Regions from separate parts of the Mus musculus genome. Here regions 2 and 3 are each linked to region 1. A link is a contact called in public promoter capture Hi-C data. All regions are on one chromosome and are shown on one strand. The core of a region is the stretch at or near the end of the contact, and the rest is flanking DNA. Distances in the headings are between cores, read along the strand shown. Region 1 holds the start of Ppp2r5b (protein phosphatase 2, regulatory subunit B', beta). Region 2 holds the start of Cdk2ap2 (CDK2-associated protein 2). Region 3 holds the start of Tcirg1 (T cell, immune regulator 1, ATPase, H+ transporting, lysosomal V0 protein A3).

Region 1 (2,932 bases), core at 111-2,610:
GCCATGCGTCAGCAGAGGCCTGGAGATTGGGGGTCAGTTCCAGTGGAGTTCCTAGCCTAAAAGAGATCCAAACTCTACCAGACCTCTGCTTCTCCCTTGGTCCTCCCCTACCTTGCTTCCTTCTGGGTACCCTGGCAACCAACAACAGCTCACCTTTGAGCAGGGGCAGTGGAGTGAGCTCTTGCTGGTTGCTCTGATAGCGGAACTGAGAAGAGCTGTGTGAGCGACGGGGCCGGGCCCTGCGGAGGGACCTGCGGGAGAAGCCATCCACCTTGTCTGGTGGTGGCACTGGAGACAGCCCTGGGGAGGAGGGGCTTGTGGGGGTGCTCGCAGGGGGCAGCTTCGTCTCCATGGCCAGTGGACAACACGGGTCAATCTTTCAGAGCCCAGGGGGCTCCTTGTGGGTCTGGAGTAAGTTGAATGAGGCCACACACACTAACTGGGACCCATCCTGTCCAGCATGTTTCAGGGGGTGGGGGAGGCACGGCCACAGTCCTGACCCCCCCAGGGCCTCTGGCAACTGCCCAGTCCTGGGGGGGCAGGTAAGGTAGAAAGGCAATGGCTCAGGTCTTTCCTGGGGATCCAGAAGAGTTCCAGTCAGGGTTCCCACGCTGGCTCTTCTGAGAAGTCAGGTTAGAAAGGTCAGCAGGAGAGACACAGAGAGCAGGTCGGTTCTTTCCAAAGACAGCCCGCGTGGTGCAGTTGCTCCCTTACTTCTTTTCCCTCCTTCCCTCGCTAGACCCCAAAACAAGGGCGCAACCATGCCCCTCCCTTCTTCCAGGCCCAAGCTCTAAAGTAGCCCCTCCCCAAATACGGCCTATGGCTACTACTCAGGATGGGGACTCTATTAGCATCCCCAGATCCTTACAGCAGTGTGACTCCAGCTCCACTAATGTCTCCTGTCTCAGTGCACTCACCCAAAAAATGAGGGTCCTGTTCTCGTGCACCCCCTTTCAGACCCTAGCATCTCTCCTCATATCCCGCTCCTTCCTGGTCTCCAAACCTCAATGTGGTATTGGGGTACACACTCACTTCTCAGAAACCCAGACTTTGGTCGCCGACCCTAGAGGTTGCCTCGGTGGAAGAGACGACGGTTCAAGGGTCCTTAGCGGTGGTTCTGCCGCTCGGGGCGCTGGGGCTGGGCGGCGGCGCTCCTGGGTTCGCTCCCAGGCTCTGGGGGTGCTGGAGCATGCCCCCAGCTCAGCCCCAAAAGGGGTCGGGCACTCGGTGGGCTCTGGGCTGGGCCCCGGCAGCACGCGACCCTCGGCAGATATCCCGGGACTCAGATCAGCGCGGTGCAGCGCAGCGGGAGCCCCGGCTCGCTGCGCACCGGCACCCGCCGCCCAGCTGCTCAGGATGACATCAAGTCACCTCCCCCCCTCCCGGCCCGCACCTCCCTCCGCTAGGGGGGGCTGCGTCAGGGAGGACTCGGGGCCTCTGGGAAATGTAGTCCCCACCCTGCTTAAAGGAAGCAACCGAACTTTACGGGTAACCTCGGAGCTAGGGGAGGAACTCAGTACTTCCGAGAAAAGCTGAGGATTTTAAAACCTGCAAGCAGACTGGGGCAGAGTCCAGCTCAGAACTGGACTCCCGAATTCTGGAAGGGACACTGTGTAGGGAAAGAAAAGGACTCGGTGTTGGAACCTGCTAATGCAAGACAGAGTCCTACCTAGCATGATGTGCCAGGCCCACAATTTGGTCTGAGCCATCTGTCCCTCAGGCCATCCTCTCTCCTCATACTCAGCCCAGATTGAAGCCGGACACTTACAAAACCCCTTGCATCCGGCGTTGGAGGGGTTAACAGTCGGGTTTGCGTTAGCGCCTGCTGGGAGGGGTGTGGTTCACTAGAGGCTCTTGGGAAATGAAGTCCATTCTCCCGGCCTGCAGTGCCCCTCCTGTCACTTACTGTCCATGGTGACATCATGGTCTGTAGTTTAAAGGGACAGCCCTGGGATGCCAAAGCAAGGAGGGCAGAAGGTGCTACCCTGGAGCTGCCCCCATCCTAAGGCACAGTACCTCCCAGCTCCTCTGGTGCCAAGATGTGCCTTGGAGAGTGGGGAGTTCTTGATCAAAACCCCATTGCTGGGTATCAAAGGCTCAGCTGTATTCCAAGAGTTTGGCATTCTGGCCAAAAGTTCCCAGCCTGCAGTCCCGGGCTCCCTTCATAGTACCTGGTCGCCAACACTCTATTCCCTACAATGACTGTGAGACCTTTATCCTGAAGTTTTACCTAGGTGACAAACTGGTCCTTGCTGAGCAGCAGGAGAGAGAGAGCAATGAGGTTGGGGGAATTGGGGTGCTTTTTGGCCCCACCCATTTATGGACCCTGGTGATCACTTAGTGCTGCAAAAGAAGTCTGTTTACCTAAGAAGTGCCCACCTTAGAGCAACAAACAGCCAAAGCCTGTATCGAGGACACTGTTCTAGAGTCTAGCACCTCAATGGATGGGTACCCAGATCAAGCGATGGCTACCCAGAGACAGTACTCCCTTTGCTCAGAGATAGCAGATCTTCACTTCCCGTTTTGCTCTGTTCTTCACCTGCCAGACAGAACAGGAACCCCTAAACTACCACTTGGCCCACCTCCAGGGCTCAGACATGGCTTCCCTCCCCCTTACTCCCTAATAATAAGCCGGGAAAGCCAGACCCACAGAGCCTCTTCCCGCCAGACCAGAACCCAGAGGCCAAGGCAGGAGGGACGCCTTGCTGCCTGTGACAAGGTAGTGCTCTCCACAGACTCTCGGCTGCAGTGTTCAGGCCAGGCTGCCCAAAGCCACCCATGCCTGGCAGGGGCCTAGATGATGCAGGAAGAAAACTAGTGGAAGAAAATGGCTTTGGGATTTTAAATTTTTGATGCGGAGGATGAGGTGAGGCTTCCCACAAGCAGAGCAAGAGCTTCCTACTCACCTCAGAAGTAGACTCGCTTTCAAACA
Region 2 (3,189 bases), core at 94-2,593, 2.1 Mb before region 1:
GGCCCCCTGGAAATGCAGTTACAGATGGTTCTGAGGCACTTTATGTAAATGCTTAGAATTCTAACCTGGGTCCTCTGGAGGAGCAGCCTGTCCTCTTACCTGCTAAGCCATCTCTGCAGTCGCTTTTTTAAAAAGTGAGTTGAGGGCTAAAGCAGCAGTTCTGCAGACATATATGCAGACAAAACACTCGTATACATAAAATAGTTTTATTTTAATTTTAAAGTGAATTGATTTCAAGGAAATAGGAACTAGATGGCCAGACCCAGGTGGGAGTTTCATTAATGACGTCAGAACAATAATCAACCATGCTTCAACCCATATGGGGCTGGCTCTCATCTCTATTTCTCTACCCACTTCCAAGTTTACTTTCCAGGTATTACTGTCTTCATGTTTCATGAGAAAACGGAAACCTATTAGGGCAAGAAACTGGCGTGTGACTGTAATCCTTTAGCATTTCCGAGACAAGAGCATCAGGAATTCAAGGTCACCCTCCCCTACCCGGAGAGTTCGAGTTCTGACTGGGCTACTTGAGACCTTGTCTCAATCTCATCCCACCCGCCAAAAAGAGTCCAGGAGGAAACCATTAATGAGGTGTTGAGATTCCAGCCAAGGGTCTTGACCAGGGTCCTGACTTGACCTAACGCAATTCTTGATCTATGATGCTCTATCATTGTCTGTGGAGAGAGTAGGGGACTTAGGGTTCAGTGTCGAGCAGCGTCGTTGGCTGCCTTGGACCCACCTGCCTAGACCGAAGATTCAAACCAATCCAGAGAAGGAGCTTGGTAATGACTTTGGTGAGGGAACCGTTGCCATGGGAACAAATACAGGCCTGAGGCGCGCACATGCGCACAGCCGAAGGGGGGGGGACACGGAACCAGTGAAAGGTGACGTAAAACGCTCGGGGTAGGGCGGAGTGCTCACACTGTGGGAGCCGTGGCCTTGGGAGTTCTGAGCGGAGGGAAGTCGCGAAGCGGTGAGGACGAAGTGTGTTCGGCGGCCCGCCACACACCACCGGAGCAAACCGCGGGGACCAGACTGGCCCGCTGCCGAGGCCCCGCCTCTTGGACCTCGGGACTAATCGGATTGAAAGCGCGCCGGCCCCGGGCCCCGAACTCGCCAATTGAGGAGGACGACTGTCACCGCCCAATCCGGGGCAGACAGGTGCGAGGTCCGGAAGGTGGAGGCCAATCGGCAGCGGTTGCGCCCTGCGGGGGCAAGATTCAGCCAATGAGGAGGCTCGAGTGACAGCTGAGCGCGCCAATCGAGAGTGAGGACCGATCGTGCCCGCCCACCCTTCCGGCCGGAGCTCTATTTACCAGGGGCGTGCAGCTCGCTTGCCAATCAGAGTGCGGCTGAGCTGCCGGACAGCCAACCCCAGAGGAGCGGCCGGCTGGCGGCCGCCGCACTGAGGAGTTGGGATGTCCTACAAACCTATCGCGCCCGCCCCCAGCAGTACCCCGGGCTCCAGCACCCCCGGGCCAGGCACCCCGGTCCCTACAGGTGAGGCTCCAACTCCATCCTTGTTCGCCTTGTCCGGGCAGTCGAGGTCTTGGAGAGAAACCGCTCGAGTTTTGCAATCCGGGGCCTGCTAGACGAGCCTGGCTCAGCCTCAGTTTGCTGGCCTGAGAAGTGGGCGTGGTCACGTAGAGCTTGTAGGTGGAGCGCAGGGGGGAGGAGTGTGTCTCCGAAGTTGTTCAGAGTGGAATGAAGAAGCATGCCGTTGGAGGTTAGTCAAGGGAACAGTCCTGGGCTTGGAAATCTGTGACGAGGCCCTTGTCACACTCTGACCTCTTGCTGGTGTCGTTGCAGCCGGGAGTGTCCCATCGCCATCGGGCTCAGTGCCAGGAGCTGCCGCACCTTTCAGACCGCTGTTTAACGACTTTGGTCCGCCCTCCATGGGGTATGTACAGGTGAGTGTGGCCAAGAGCTTGCTTATGGCTGAGGACAGGAGATCCCCTCGGGGTCTGAGATCACGTCTGTATTTTCTTTTGACACAGGCGATGAAGCCACCTGGTTCCCAGGGCTCTCAGAGCACCTACACGGACCTGCTGTCTGTCATAGAGGAGATGGGCAAAGAGATCCGGCCCACCTATGCTGGTAGCAAGAGTGCCATGGAGCGCCTGAAGAGAGGTAAGTGAAGCCACAGGCCTGCCCTTGCTCTGCCCAGGACACAGACACTGAACTTTAAGACAGTTCAGTAAGGATGGAGGATATCTAGAGTCAGGACAGGACATTTGGGCCAGCCTCGATTGGAACAGAACGTGTACCTAAGGAGGGGTTTTAAATGAACTTTTCCATTTTCAAATGAGTCTGTTTCCAAGAAGGTGCCTGGGAACTCGGATTAGCCAACCCTTAATCCCATCCATCCTCATTAGATTAGAGGTGCTCTTGCTGAACCATGGAGCGGTGGGGGAGTGTCTGCTCTGAAGGGTGGCTGTGGACTGTTTCTGGGGCCCTGTTTATTACTTCCCCATCCTCACCGCACCCCAGGCATCATCCACGCTCGGGCACTAGTCAGAGAGTGCTTGGCAGAGACAGAACGCAATGCCCGCACGTAACAGGAAGCACCTTGACCTCCTCGCCGGGACCTTTCTGGCCACTGCAGAGCGCCTGCTTCTCCCTGGCCTTCGCGCCCCAAGTTGCTTCCTATCCTGGGCTTCCTGTCCTGTGTCCCTTAGTGGGCACCCTCCAGGAACCAGGTAGCAGATCTTCGTCCAGTTGGCTGTACAAACTGGTCTCCTCCCTCTGTGGGAGTGCTGGGAGGCCACTGGGAGTCCCTTCCATGACCTGCTCACAGTGCTGATCTGACGGGAGCTTGCTCCTCTCTGTGGCCCCACCACACAGCACTTACTCCTTAACTCTTAGCCCAGGCCACCTCCTGCCTCTTCAACAGGAGTGCAGAAGACCTTCCTGCCTCATCTCTGGGGCCACAGCCGACTCTTTTTTTGGTGTGTCTTTTACTAAATATGTCCTTTTTGTATAAATAAAAGATGCTTTGGAGTCATTCTCTCAGCCTTTCTGTGTGTGGTTCCTCTGGGGAAGCCTGAGTGGGCAGAGGGGAAGGGCAGAGCAGGAACTGGGAAGGGCGCTTGAACCGAGCTTTGCCTTCCCATCTTGTCCATTGCTACCTCCAGCTCTGCGCCTTGCAGCTGAAGGCCAGACAGAACACCAATGATGTCTGCATAAGGA
Region 3 (2,792 bases), core at 169-2,668, 2.3 Mb before region 1:
GCCTGGGTCTGCCCAGCAGACCACTTCCTCCCTAGGTCTGGTTTACTTAAGGGGAAACCACAGTCCTGTCCCCAGCTTGGGAAAGGAAAGAATTCAGATGGTAGTCAAGGGCTTCAGAAGAGCCAGGCCCTGCACAGGCAGGGGTGAGCAGGGAGGGCTGGGTGCACAGAGCCAGGGACTAAGTCTCTAGGGTCCTCCCCAAATTGTAAGCAGCTATGTGACACTGGGTAAGTCACTTGCCCTCTCTGGGCCTGTTTCCTCTTTGATTGAATTGGCCACCCCTGGCAGGAAAGATGTGAGTGAGGAGATAAACGAAAAATCAGACTCCCCACATCTTACTTCTTTCTATAAACACCCCTTCCCCCCAATTCCTAGTGGACAACCCAGCCTTACGATTTTTTTGTTTGTCCGTTTTTCAAGAAAGGATTTCTCTGTGTAGCCTTGACTGTCCTGGAACTGGCTCTGGGGATCAGACTGGCCTTGAACTCAGAGATCAGCCCACCTCTGCCTCCTGAGTGCTGGGATTAAAGGCTTGTGCTACCACCACTCCTCCTATCCTGGCCTTAATTTATAAATGGGCCAACCCAGGTGGAGTAAGGTGAAGTCTAAGGTCACATGGCCAACTAGAACCACACCACAGAGGGGTCTGTCCCAGACAGAGGGACGCTGCTCTGACTTGGCACATCCTGCCTAGTCCCAGCGCCATAACCACCAGCACTCGGGTGCTCCAGCCAAGGGATGCTAGACATGTACATGCAAGACAAACGGAAGTTCCCCCATGCTCCCTGCAGACAGTCCACATTACATACCTTGATTTTGTTACTAGGTCCTGTCCTGTAATCTGCGAGCTAGACCCACACACACCACTCGCGATCTGGCCTTCCCCTGAGGCCCCGGTGTTCTGCCTTACTCCTGCACCCCCTTTCCTAGTCTTCCTTCAACCCCTGCCTTTTCTCCCAGACCCTGCTCTTCGGAGGATGAGGAGAGGGGCTGGAGTCTGCCTTGAGCCCGGCCACTTCCTAGTAGGATGGCTTCCGTTTCCTCATCTGTAGAATGGGTCCCTCGTTCAGAGCCAGACGCAGCAGGGGCCTCCATGAGCTCAGGCTCTGAAGTTTCCCGGAGCTAGCAACCTATCCTCTGCTTCTCCTTGCGGCCTGCCTGCATCCCAGACTGCCTGACACGGTCGCGTGGCCTCTGAGTTGCCTCCACCCGGAGTCGGGCAGGGCGCCTGGACCCTTGTCCAGGCGGAGGAAGAAGCAGTTGGTAGGCAGGGCTGGGGTTCCTCAGTTTAGCAGGACACTCACCCAGGTGGACTCTTCGCTCAACTTCGGCTTAGGATCTGAGCCCGCCCTCCGGCCAGTGCAGCTCACTCCAGCTTCGAAATACCGGAGTGGGTGTGGCCTGTGACGGCCTGCCCACTGCCCGCCCTGTCCCGCCCCCCACTGAGTTCGGGCGCGGGGTGGGGGTGGGGGTGAGGGCGGTGTCTGGACGCCCCGGAATCGTTTAATCCCGGGAATCGGGAGATAACCGACAAAAAAATCCCGATAATCGGGAGATGACAGGTAGGACCTTAAGGATAGGCCACCTTCACCTTCCTAGTACGTACAATCTGCTTCAAGCTACTTCGCTATTGTGCAAGATCGGCTGCTACCCAACCTCACCCAGCTCAGACTATGCTGGGTAAGGGTGGGCCCACGCTATGGGCCCCTCTCCACTGGCAGCAGGGTGTTGGTTGGGCCAGTCTCTGCGGAGGAACTTGACCCAGGAGCCTGGAGACTCCAGAAGTGCCTCAACCTCCTTCCTAGCCCTTGAGGTATGGAAACTGGGATTCAGGACCATTCAGCTGCCTGTACTTTGGACAGGCTGGACTGTACCCAATGGGGACCAGAGGGACAAGGGGCCCCTCAGCTGTGCTGACCCTTGAGCCCCATTCAATAAACAAGGGCTCTAATGTGTGGGGGGAGTATAGAATGGAAGCCTAAGGCAACCTGAAAACTGAGTCGAAGTGGGTAGGTATCCCCAGAAAACAGGTATGACATGGGTCTGAGGTGACTTGGTGAGGACCCTCACACAAGTGTACCAGGGGGCACAAGCCAGTGCTCTTCACTGTGGGGGAACAGACAACAGACGGGCCATAAAGCTGTAGTTGTGAATACAGTAGAAGTGTACATAAGAATAGGAGAACCAAGCTAGCAGCAGTCCCGTCCCCCCCCCCACACACACAATGTGTGTGTGCCCACACAGGGTCGGGGTAGAGGTGAGGGCGGTGTCTGAAACGGTAACAAGTATAACACCCACACTTGGGAGGAGTCAGAGAACTTAGTGGGCAAAGGGGATGTAGTAGCCAGAGGCAAGGCCAGCTCAGAGGCAGCAGGACCTATGTCATTCCCTTGTGACTGTCACCCCCTAGCAAGCTTCCTGTTCCCCAAAGGACACCCTGACCTTAGGGATGTTGGGTGCAAGTGTGCGGCTACACTCCCCGTGCAGGCACCCATGGAGGCCTGAGGTGAGCAGCAGGAATTTTCCTCAGTTGGCCACCTGTTGCACTCAGTTTTTGAGCCAGTCTCTCTCACTGAACCTGAAACTTGCCATTTTGATTAAGTTTGGCTAGCCAGGGACTCTGGGATCCACTTGACTCCATCCTCCAGCAGAGGGTCACAGACATGTGGCCACACTAAGCTTTTCTGTGCAATCTCAGGATAAGAATAACTCATTTACTCAGCCTCCTTCCTACTCAGCCTCCTCCTGAGGCTCTTGATGGACTCAAGCAGAGCCTGGAAAGGATCCAAGTC

Evidence for each region. Capture Hi-C pulls out chosen DNA fragments and counts their contacts.
Region 2: a promoter capture Hi-C map of adipose tissue shows a contact between it and region 1, with 3 times the contacts expected there. A contact is called at or near these places in 1 of 39 promoter capture datasets (liver), 1 of 130 datasets of targeted methods (astrocytes) and 2 of 9 other capture datasets (adipose tissue and liver).
Region 3: a promoter capture Hi-C map of adipose tissue shows a contact between it and region 1, with 2.5 times the contacts expected there. A contact is called at or near these places in 1 of 130 datasets of targeted methods (bone marrow-derived dendritic cells) and 2 of 9 other capture datasets (adipose tissue and liver).

What each region holds. Positions count from the first base shown.
Region 1 is chr19:6,234,480-6,237,411 of GRCm38.p6, forward strand. It overlaps Ppp2r5b (protein phosphatase 2, regulatory subunit B', beta), which reads right to left and starts at 1,361. Exons shown (of 14, transcript NM_198168.3): 1 at 1,033-1,361; 2 at 154-620. The coding sequence starts at 352.
Region 2 is chr19:4,096,008-4,099,196 of GRCm38.p6, forward strand. It overlaps Cdk2ap2 (CDK2-associated protein 2), which reads left to right and starts at 1,344. Exons shown (of 4, transcript NM_026373.4): 1 at 1,344-1,500; 2 at 1,810-1,910; 3 at 1,998-2,130; 4 at 2,491-3,010. The coding sequence starts at 1,419. The coding sequence ends at 2,558.
Region 3 is chr19:3,905,715-3,908,506 of GRCm38.p6, forward strand. It overlaps Tcirg1 (T cell, immune regulator 1, ATPase, H+ transporting, lysosomal V0 protein A3), which reads right to left and starts at 1,419. Exons shown (of 20, transcript NM_001136091.2): 1 at 1,305-1,419.